2 separate regions of the Rattus norvegicus genome follow, and region 1 is linked to region 2. The links are chromatin contacts, called in public Hi-C maps. All regions are on one chromosome and are shown on one strand. The core of a region is the stretch at or near the end of the contact, and the rest is flanking DNA. Distances in the headings are between cores, read along the strand shown.

Region 1 (5,437 bases), core at 1,794-4,293, 590 kb after region 2:
CTGGCGACCGACACGGCAGGCCGGAGGCGGCGCGTCCCCGAGGACGCGGCCCGGGCCGGCGTGCACCGCAGGAGGGCCAGACTCAGCGGCCCCAGGCTGGCCCTGGCCAGCTGCGGCCCCGCGCGCTCGGCCTCCCCGGGACACCTGCCCCGAGTAAAAGTATACTTATGGCCGTCGCGGTGCACGCGGACTCGCTCGCTCCACACCCCCAGAGCTCGCTAGTCTCCAGCCTGGAAGCAGGCCCCTCCCCGCGCAGCTGTCGCCGCCGCCTGCGGGCTCCTTTCACTTTCTCACGGCCAAGTCACCCAGAGGGGAGCCACTGCCGCCGCCGCCACCGCCGCCGCCGCCGCGGTCCACGAGCTCCGCCCCTCCCCGGAAAAAACACGCCCACCCAACAGTCGCCGCCTGCGATTGGCGCGCGCAGGCGGCAGCTCCTGACCGCCACTCCTATTGGTTGGGCTGCCCCGTCAGTCCCGCTGCTTCTCCGCCCTCCCGGAACACCGCTCTCCTACTGGGCGCCACCGAGGCCAGGGGCGGGCCAGGGACCCGGGCCCGCCGCTTTCGCTCAATCGCTGAGCGGCCGGCGCGGGGCGGCCCGGCCGGGCGGGGCCACATCTGGGCCGCGCCGCCGCGTGCGTGCGTGTGCGTCGTCCGCCCCCCGCCCGCGCCCCGCCCGCCCCGCCCCCCGGCCCGGCGCCGCGCTCGCCCGCCCGCCCGCTCCCGCCCGTGCGTCTGGCAGGCTGCGGCCGCCGCTGGGCTGCTGCCATGGGGAGCCGTTGAAAGAGTGGGGCCCTGTGGCTCGGCCGCGCGCCTCAGGCTGCCAGCGCGGGCGGGGGGCGGCGGGGGCGCGCGGGGCCCGGGCCGGGGCCGGCGGGCGGGCGGGGGCCGGCGGAGGACGCCCACAAGTCCAGCGGCGGCGGCGGCGGCAGAGGAGGAGGAGGAGGAGGACGCGGCGGGGACGCGGCGACTCGGGCCGCTCCGTGTGAGTCCCCGCGCCCGCCCTGCCCCGCTGCCGACCGTGGGCTCCCGCCGGGCGGAGTTAGTTAGTGCGGCGGAGGGCGGGCGGTGCGGGCTCGCCTCGCCTCGCCTCGCCTGGCCGCGCTCCCCGGCCGGTGCAGCTGCGGCGCGGGGCGGACTCGGTGCAGCTGCGGCGGCGCCTCCCGGTGCGGAGGGCGGGCGGGCGGGCGGGGGAGGGGGCCGGGCCGCCGCAGCTGCAGCGCCCGGGACGGCCGCGGCTCCGGGGCCGGTGCAGCTGCAGGGCCGGGGGAGGGGGAGGGCGCGGTGCCGGGGTTGCGGTTGCCGGGAGGCCCCGGGGGCTGGCGCGCGGCGGCGGCGGGGGAGCGGTCGCCGCGCCGCTTCTTGCGACTTTTCTTTTGTTGTTGCCGCGACCCGGGTCTGTTTTCTCGGCCGTTGTGGAAGGTGCTTTCCTGCTGCACCGGCTCTCTGCCCTGCACCTCCTTCCCCGTGGTTTCACCCTTCCTCTTTCCCTGAGTGCTTTATGCACCGCGAACTGCGTGAAGATTTGCATCTCTTCTCCCACCCCGGAACCTCACACACACACCCGGGGCACCCTGCCCCCACCTCTGAAAAACAAACCCAGAACCTCCGAGGGTCTGCGGTAGCAGTGGACGGGTTGATCCGTGGAGTGGATGTCTTCGGGCCATTGCGGTGCTTGGGACTCTTTAAACTGTCACTCACCCCCACCACCACCCCACTGGGTAAACGGGGTGATTAATGTCGGATATAGTGGAATAGGGCGAGGGCATCTGTGGAAAGGAGGGTGTGTGTGTGGCAGGGAAGTAATATATCTATCTGCACAGAGTGCCTCCCGAACGAGTTCAGAATTATGTCATTCACCGCGAAGTTACAGAAAGTTAGGTTTGTGACTCGTGAGCAAGAGCAGGACACAGTTGGGGTTTTGTTCTCTAGCTCCCTGCCTCTGTTTTCTAAGGCGAGCCTAAGTGGTTGTCGCCTGGGTTGGGACGCTTGTGCCTCAGGCCCCAACTTCTTTTTTCTACTCCTCAACCTCCCAAGAGTCCGTGGAGATGTGTCTGATATTCATAGATGTCGCAGCACCTTACAGGGCACCCAGCGACCCAGCCCCGGTTACATTAACATTTCATCAGCCATTAGAAAAGATCCACAAACTGTAGCCAAAAAAAGTTCCCAAAGTCTACACTTGGCTTCCCACCCCTTCTGGTGATCACAACCCCCTTCCCCCCAAAGTGATAGAGTCCAAGGACAAGACAAAAGTGACGACTTTTCTGAGCAGGAAGACGAATGTGTGGTCAAACAGCCATTCTAAGTGACTGTAGCAGGTTTCGTCAGTTTATTCATTTGCCTCATTGAACTGAAATACTTTCCAGGATTTCAGAAGTGCAGTTTCAGTTTGTTAATGCTGAGAGTGGAAATTTGCACTAACGGCGGCGGTGTGAACTGTTTTCCTGGGAGGTAGTTGCAGATAAGTTGCTTAGGTAAGAAAGAAACAATAAGGCGAACCACGCTGAAGTAATAGTTCTTAATAAGACTGCCAACATTTCGGAGATGTCTGCCATTATCTCCGCAGGGGAAGGGGGGAAAAACATGCTGTAATAATGTTGAAATGGGACTAGAGATGTCAAATGGGTTGGTTTAAAAATATCCCTAAGCTGCCTTTGAAACTAGACGTTGGAGTTGAATAAAAGTGAATGTGGGTTTCCTGAATAGCACCGAGCTCGAGTGTGCTGTCATATGTAAGCCAGTCCACCAACTTGAGGCAGAAGTGTTGCGATTCCATAAATACAGTAGGACTCCATATGCTGAATTTTTCAATTTCTTCTGTTAGAAAGTTTGGGGGGAAAAAGGAAGACTTTGAAGTATTTTGTTTATACTAACAGAAGAGAAAAGTTCTCCTAAGAAAAAGCTGGTGGCAGGAGTGTAGAGGAGTAGCATATGGCATTAAAGGAGCACAGCTGGAGGTAGCATTTCCATCTGAACATGATGTCAGAGCAGCTGACAGCCTGCCATCCCTCAGCCTTTTATTCTAACACACAGACAGGGAGTTAGTGTGTGCGGATCTGTGGTGGGGAAGGTATCTCGTTCCTCTCCAACATCATCTCCACTTTGCATCTGTCTCTCTTAGTCTGCTTTTTTTCCACCGATGTAACAGACCTGCAGCCAGCAAGACTCCGAGGGAAGGACTTAATCAAGTTTATGTGTCCTAAAGGTAGGAGTAGCAGGAGATTAGGTCGAGCATCTTTGTGTTTGGGTGTTTTATCTAATTTTTTTAAAATCACATTACTTTTCTAATCTACTTTATGAATAATGTGAAATTGAGCCTCAAGTGATGGTCTTACTGGAGTTGGAGTCTTGGGCTTGCTTGGTTATTTCTTCTGTTTGGGCGAGTAAATAACTTTTAATACACAGAAATATTTCAAGTTTTCAGATGGTAAGAAGGCTTTGGAATATGGCTTTTGGAGATCACTGTGGATTAAGATGTCTTTTGTTCACTGCTGTTTGGATTCCTTTTGCTTGAGGGGGGCAGAAATAGTAAACTGTCTGGAATCCAGCTTTCAAACTTACACGAAAAGATTATTCTGGTTAAGAAGCTAGGTTGTGTAATTAATTCCACTGTGAAACCTTATTCTTCAAAACACTCGGCAAGCATGACTGGAAGCAGCATACAGCTGTAGTGCTTTTGAAACCGGAGGGTTTTTGTAGTTGGGTTTTTTTGTTGTTGTTTTGTTTTTTTTTTTGTTTTTTTTGTTTTGTTTTTTAAGAAGGAAGAAAGAAAGAGAACTTTTGTTCCTAGGAGAATAGTTTGACCAGTTTCCTCATTTCTCTTTCAAATCTATATTTAAGAGATCTTTTATTTCAACCTAACAATAATTATTTGCAGGAGTTTTTGTGTTAGTGACTAATTTAGAACTTGTAGATGTGAGCTGCCTGAATTGGCCAGACAGCTGTAATCGCACCCCTCTATTCTTAATCTCTTTATCTGGGCAGCAGCTGCCATATGGCTACAGTCAGCTGGATCAGATGTTTATAAGCTTCCTTCTCCGTCCCTCTCTGTCCTCTCAGCCTCCTAATTTGATCACGGCTACCTTGTGAGCTGCCCTCCAATCTTTATTTTTAGCCCTCTCAAGGATTAGGATTGATGTTAGCTGTGGGGCACTTAAACTGATTGTATTGTAAGTCTTGGTTTATTCTGTTGGTGGTGTCTTTCCGAAGGTGCGGGTCAGGATGAGAGTTTCGCTGTGTCTCAGCATAGTGTGGAGGAGAGAAGCCGTCTCTGGGTATTAACTGGCTTGCTCTCCATCAGATGCACTTGCTGAGATAGATGAGGGGAGCCCTGCCTTTGGTCCCAGGATGGGGAAGTGTGCTAAGCTCATCTGAGTTTTAGCTACCACAGTTGAATTTTGACCAGTTTTCCCTTCCCTTCTTTCATTCTCTCTTGCCAGAAAACATGGGAAAGATGCATAATTGGAAGAATAGAAGGTACTGGGGAAACAAAATATGTCAATTATTTTTGAAACAAAGTATTTTCTGTTGGATACCTAAGGCAGAGCCAGAAAAAAAGTTTATTTATTTTGTTTTTTTTTCCTAGGAAGGCTTTTAAAAATACTAAATATTTAACTCACACAGTTTTTGCACTTCATTTTATAGTGGTAAAAGTTTGATTAATTTTAATATGAAGTTTCTTTTGCCCTATAGCAGATCAAAGTTTAGATGAAATTTTTCATAGTTAACAGCCTCTCTGGTTGCTAATGTTGTTGAAGGAAAGGATCTACAAAGAAACAGACCCCCCCCCCCATTCATTTTTAAAATGTTTGGATTTGTTCATAGTAAAGATGATCTTTCCCATCTGTCGGTGCAGTTCTGTCTGATCTTCAGGGTGTGCAGTACCTGCAAATCTTACAGCACCAACATCTGTTCTTGTATGCAGGGCTTTTGTTGTTGTAACACTCTGACTTTAAAGTAAGTTGTTTGCCTATTCTGGACTAATTATGCAATTTCATTTTTTTTCCCCACAACTCAACCAAATGTGTGTGTGTGTGTGTGTGTGTGTGTGTGTGTGTGTGTGTGTGTGTGTGTGTTCAGTCTGGGCTTTCCAGGTAGTCGGGTATCAAAAGTGATACAAAGACTGGCTGGACATGTTTTCTTGACTCTTCACAATTTGTGTGGGACTTTGCCTGGTATTAGAAATTCTCTCCCTTTGAAGTTAAAGCTGTCTTGTAGGTTTTGTGGGATGTCATTTGATGAGTCGTTGGTTAAATTTCTGGAAGAGGTCTGAGTTCTTGTTCTCAGTAATAGGCTAATGGAAGGCTTTAAACTTGACCAGAAGTTCTGAGAGGGGTGAGTGAGTCCATGGTGACTGCATTTAGGTTGAGCGTGTGACTTGGGTGTCCTTGGGGCGTGAGCCTGATTTAAATTCAGACATGTAACTCTCCACCACTAA
Region 2 (5,792 bases), core at 1,770-4,269:
GCTCCTCTGTGTACGGATAGGGATATACGTTACTACAGTTGCCCCTCTGTGTACGGATAGGGATATATGTTACTACAGTGGAGTCTTGTCAGGGCTGCTTCTTCCTGCCCTTCACTGGCCGTTTAAATTGTCATAATAAGACTGTCATTCTCTTGGGCTTCATTTTTATCAAGAGGAAGGAGAACAGTTGAAGTCCCTTTACATATTTATTTTTAATAAATCCAAACATCTACAGAACTGTGAGATTTGAATCCCTCCATAAGATTATTTTTTGCGTATATGTGTCAGGTTAATTTGAAACAAAACTCTACAGCAACCATTTCTGAATGTTTGTGTGACTTACTAGCTACTCACAGTGGTGGGCGCTCTTCCACAGAACTGTCTTACTTATTAACATTCCCTCTTCAAGTTCTGCATCCTTCCCTCATATCCAACCTGGAGGGAAATTCCCATAGGAAGCCTTGGACCTGAATTGCCCTAAGTGCTAATGGGAGACGTGCCTATCATTAAACCTGCCGGCTCCTGCTTTTATCAATGTGACTGTCATGAAAGCCCCATGTCCCCTTTTACATGAGTAATTTTTCAAGGAATTCTCAGAGCAGCAATCTAAGTGAGAGATGATAAGTGATCATGTTGCCCTCCCCTACTTTTGTGACCCACATGGAAAGACCTGACCTCTGACCTAAATAGATAGCAGGTTGCAATTGAGCTTTTATATCATTTTGAAATTGAGGGAAGCTACATCAAGGAAGTCACAAGGCTGTCTTACTGTAATGGGCAGGTTTATCGAAACAAAAGGTGACTAACACTTTGTTTCTAGAGCATTCTAGAAGCTGAAATGACTGACATTCAGCTGAGATAATCACTGCTCTTGACGTAGTTTGACTGCTCGGTCTACTGAGATTTGCTCTATTTCTGTTCTTAGAAGTCCTCAGAGGAAGAAACAGTGCAAGTGTAGCCAGCTCTCCTTCCTAGGCCTGGGGACTGTCCTCAGCACCCCTGTGGTGTCACAGTGAGCCATCCATGGCAGAGCTCTCCTCGTCTGAGGATGGCTCATCCTTTCAGATCTCCGTCTCACAGGTCAAACCCTTCATTCTGAAGCTGAAGATAAAGGAGAGGGCTTTGATTTCCTGCCTTTGAGTATAACTTCCCAAGCTTCCAGGATTACTCCCTTAGAAGCAAATAGTGTCTAGATGCACAAACATACCTTTGGGATATGGTAGTCTGCAGCTCAGAGAAGCCACGGGGAGCCAGGGGAAAGTCACACTTTGCCAGGAGAAAGTTATGTCACTGGGAAGAAAGGGATGAAGGACCCTGGGTAAGTAAGAGCAGGGGGGTGTCTGCTCCGTTGTCCCTGTCAGTTTAAAATATGACCACTGATTTTTTTCTTTGCCTGAGGAATAGTTTGGAGTGGGAAGAAGGAACAAAGAGCGGTTCCCTGTTCATGTTGATTGGAACCTGGTATTGCCCACTGCCAATATAAATCCAAAGAGGCATGGCCGGTTCATAAGGCGTCTTGCTTGTTTATTTTAGAGGGTGAAAGAAGCAGGAAGTCGAGAGTGTCCTGAGCTTGTGCCGTGCATTGCCTGGTTCTGTACAGCAGTGTCTGCTTGCTGCTACTCTGTGACGTGAGACACATAAACACTGTGTCAGTATAGAAACTAGTATATCTATGTATAGACACATTTCTTTCCCCCTTCTTTCTCCCTTCTTTTCTTACTTTGTGTTAGGGATTGAATTCAGGGACCTACGCATGCTGTGTACACAGTGACCACTGAGCTACACATAACCATAGCACCCATGTAAATTCAAATGGCAACAGTGGTAATGAGTGCGATCTTTAAAACTTGAGTGGGTGTTTTTTTTAATTGATAAGCAGTTTAATTAGTGTGCATAACTTTTAGTGTATCAAATGTTTATAAAACTAGTGCTTTATAAGTGATCAGGAGTTCAAACAAACCTGGTTAATTATAAGCAGTTTGAGATGCTCTGTGTGTCAGGGCTAACATGGAGTTCCATGGAGAACATTCCTAAATATATGAAGAGGATGAGTCCTGTAAGGGGAAGTTTGGAAGTACAACGAGGAAGGGAAAGAAAAGGAGGGCTTGAAGATGGCCATTAGATGCTACAATCACACACACACACACACACACACACACACACACACACACACATGTATAAAAACAAACAAGTTTTTTAAAAACCCCATAATTTAGAGCTATGTAGACTTGGAAGGTTGTAAAATCTAAGCTCAGAGGCCAGAATCAAGCCCTCTCTTTATTTTCAGCCCCCCATCACCAAGCATGACATCAGGTGTTTAGCATAAATTTACCTCTGCTCTTTACCGTTAAGGGAGGAAAGGGAGAAGGAAATAGCATCTGTTAATTAGCTTAGGTCCCAGCTCTGCGCCCTGCTTCTGCATTTGAAGAAGACCTGTAGCATCAGTGTGTTTCTTTATGTTGCATGGTTAACTTCAGTTTTTTCCACTTGAGTTTTATTCAAGAATTTTTAACCTAAAGTTTCCATTTAAAAGTTAAGCTCATTTTCCCTCTCTTGTACTCCTTTCATGAATAAATTAAGCAGAGAACGTGTCAAAAATAATTTTAAATGAATATATGTGCAACCAACATCTTCAAGGCTCAAAATAGATGGCCTTGGTGCTGTTATAAATTGCATCCTCTTTTTCTCCCCCACCCAGTATCGGGGAAAGTAGGCTGTCAAGGAGCCAGGAAAACAGAGGCTCTGGTGGACACCACACTGCCTGTGCATGGGCTCTCCACCTGTCTGGCAGGCGCGACACCCTGGTCTCGGCGTGGCCCGGGGCAGAGGCTTGAGTTAGCGGCTGCCAGCCAATGTGTGTCTGCAGGTTCTGTTCAATGTTCCTGGCTCGCTCCCCTCAGTTCTGCAATGCCCAAATGTGTGTGCACTGAAAATCGACACTGGGGACGCTCCCTTCTCCCCTGCCACTCAGGCCCACAGCCTGGAGCATGGTGGCGGCAGCAGCCAGCTCATTTCCTGAAGAAGCCCAGAGGGAACCGAGAAAGCTTACCCACACTGCTTGCCTGACTCAACAACAAGGAGCATGAAGTTCAGTGAAAATGGAAGGGAAGGCAGCAGTGTGTGCTAGAATAATGCTCCCAAGTCAGAGCGCTTCTGAGAGGAAGTTCTGTCCTCCCTCCTACGGTAGATAAATGGAGGGAAGGAAACAAGTCATCAGTTTAATGGTGTCTAATATCCTCACCCACCACCTCCCTCCTCCCTGGGTTTGGTTAGTAGGTCAGTTGTCAGACAGTGCTCCTTTTTTATTTGATAACCACTTGCTTATTACACAGTGAGTCATTGATTGATAAATCCAAGACAGCAAGCTTCGTAAGAATCTTGAGATGGTTTAAGAGGCTGGGAAATGTTTTGGTCTCCTCAGTGACCTGACCCAGACCGAAGTCAGCCTCATGGGAAACACACTGCTGTCCAGACCGTGTAAGCCCGCACTGGGGCTGGGGTGGAATGCAGTCAGTTTCAGCTCAGAGCAAGTATTAAGTCATGGGTTAAAGCAACATTTTGGAGCAGCCTGTCAGGTAGACATCTAGCTAAGTGGAATCGACGTTCCACAGTGGCTCAGTATGGCCTCTAGCAAGCACACTTCTATCACCATGGAGAGAACTGAGTATCTTTCTCACGTCCTGGGGTTTACAAGGAAAGAAAAAATGGGTTGCTTGTGTTTTGAGGTCTAGGAGGGATTCCTTCTCCAGAGAAGGTACTCTAAGAGCCAGCCTTGAAAACTTTGCTGTCTTTATCAGAGCCTGTTTCTGACTAAAAGATTTACTAAAAGAATGGACCCAGAGGCCGAAGGGTAACTTTGTACAAATGTACTAATATTTGGTACATGACATGGAAAACAAAGTGCCATGTCCTAGTGGCACATGTAGAGGCTGGAGGCTGGTGAGCGGGTGGCCCTTGCCTGCCTTCCAGAAGCGGATCAATCCCGTGTGCTTCAGCAGGCTGGCTTGGCTTGATTTTGACGTGTCCTTGTTCTGTCAACTGCCCTTCATTTCCTACAAAGAGTAGCTGAGGCTTGTTGAGATGCACGGATATGTAAAATCCCGTTAACACAGAGTTCTGGAAATTAGAGATAGAGACTGTGCTTCTGTCTGTTCAGAGACCTCAATGCTTTAAAACGAAGTCATGTAAAATAGTAATAATAATAGTAATAATAATAACAATAAAAATAATAACAATAATCAATCATCACAATGCTTAGTCTAGAAAACTTGAGGGCAGCTGAGGGCACGGTCCAGTCCTCTAGCTAGCCTCCTTTGGCAAGGTTATAGCGTTGATGAATTAAGGCTACAGAGAGTACTTTGTTAAATATGGTGCTTCCTCTTTTCTAGTCTTAGTCTTTGTCTTGAGAGGGAAAGCCATCGGTCTATTCCTTCCTGAAGTCGTCCTTTGCTGATGGCAGCATCGTGGCAGCCGGGGCTCCTTAAGTTCTGCGGACAGCACTGCTGGTACTCGGTTCTTACCTCTCCCTGAAAGAAGACATCTATTCAAGTCTTTAGTCATTGAATAATTGGTCAGCAATGTTTCAGCCGAGAAAGGATGATAATCCTATTAAGGAATAATGAAATCCATCTACAGCAAAAAAAAAAAAAAAAAAGCCCATGAGAGAACTGTAGAGGAACCCAAATTTTGATCCCGCACCCAGACTGACTTTCACAAAGAATTATCTGTAAAAGTGGAGGGCGTCATGGCGCAGGAGACAGCTCATATCACTAATAAACATCCTAGATGCTGCCTTCCGTGTTTGCTTTTCATTAGAGTCAGGGATGGTTCGACTCTGTTGCTGTGATTCCGTCAACATTTATCCCTATCTGTCTTTCATATACAAAGGCTTAGGGATGCCAGAAAACAAACTGTTAACGGAGAATTAACTTCTTTGGCATGCTTTCATACTTATCTTCCAAATTAAAGAAAATGAAATGGGCAGAAACAGAGTGTAGATTACCTCCTTTTTGTCAAAAATGGTGGGAATTTGAAAATTAATAATAAAAAAGGGAACAGATGCAGTAACATGCCAGAGGGAGATTAATGTGGAGAGTAAAATCTGTGAGCAACAAAACTGAAGCAAACTGAATCAGTGGGAGGTGGTTGTACAATCAAAATCAGGATAAAAGAGAAATTACAAACAACCCTGCACTTGTCAAAGTAGTAGTAATGAAAGCCTGAGTGTGCCAGCAGCGAGAACCTGTGTTAGCACTTTGGGGTAAGGATGGTAGCCGGGTGCCAGGTAGGAGGGCAGTGTTAGGCTGCTGGGCAGCAGCCATCTTGTGTAGAACAGATGGCACCGAAAGCTGGCAGGGGAGGGGCTCCTTAGCAGAACTAATCAGACAGTAACAGATAGGGCAGCTGGGAAGACTGACCACAGAGAGGGAGCCTGCGGGGTAGCTCAGTGCCACGATGTGTGCAGTGGTGTGCCCATTGGTCTGCGAGAAGACCTTGCAATGCCTTTCCCATCGATGGACGCACTGAAACTTTTGTTCAAAGAGGAGAATTTAGTTGGACTGTGTGTCAAACTTGGGGGTGGGGTTGGGTATTGGAGAGAGACTGAAACGGAGGAACTGCCCATCTCTGAATTCATTGCCTGAGTTTTCAGTGTCAGCCCCTGTGCAACTTCGGTTTTTGCGGAACGTGTAGTCCTGCCGTTCTCTTCTTCGCTGAGGCACGCCAAGCGGTCGCTGTACATCTTTTATCCACAGTGTTCAGGATCAGGACATACTTAAAATTAGAAAAGACTT

What was found. A called contact is a pair of places that touch in the nucleus more often than the background predicts.
Region 1: a contact with region 2 is called in a Hi-C map of frontal cortex, with 2.3 times the contacts expected there. The contact joins the promoter of Zbtb18 here to the enhancer-like site in region 2. A contact is called at or near these places in 2 of 12 Hi-C or Micro-C datasets (frontal cortex and prefrontal cortex).

Annotation. Positions count from the first base shown.
Region 1 is chr13:91,970,890-91,976,326 of GRCr8, forward strand. It overlaps Zbtb18 (zinc finger and BTB domain containing 18), which reads left to right and starts at 3,044. Exons shown (of 2, transcript NM_001401285.1): 1 at 3,044-3,205. The coding sequence starts at 3,193. LOC102549740 (a long non-coding RNA gene) reads right to left here and starts at 359. Exons shown (of 2, transcript XR_010057106.1): 1 at 1-359.
Region 2 is chr13:91,379,027-91,384,818 of GRCr8, forward strand. The region is part of intron 13 of Sdccag8 (SHH signaling and ciliogenesis regulator SDCCAG8); the gene reads left to right. Among named protein-coding and RNA genes, the nearest start is that of Sdccag8, 95 kb to the left of the region's middle. Within about 2 kb of position 3,020, at least 30 of the 93 cell types and tissues checked have an H3K27ac peak or open chromatin away from gene starts, as enhancers often do. A contact at or near this core is called in prefrontal cortex, where this site is marked.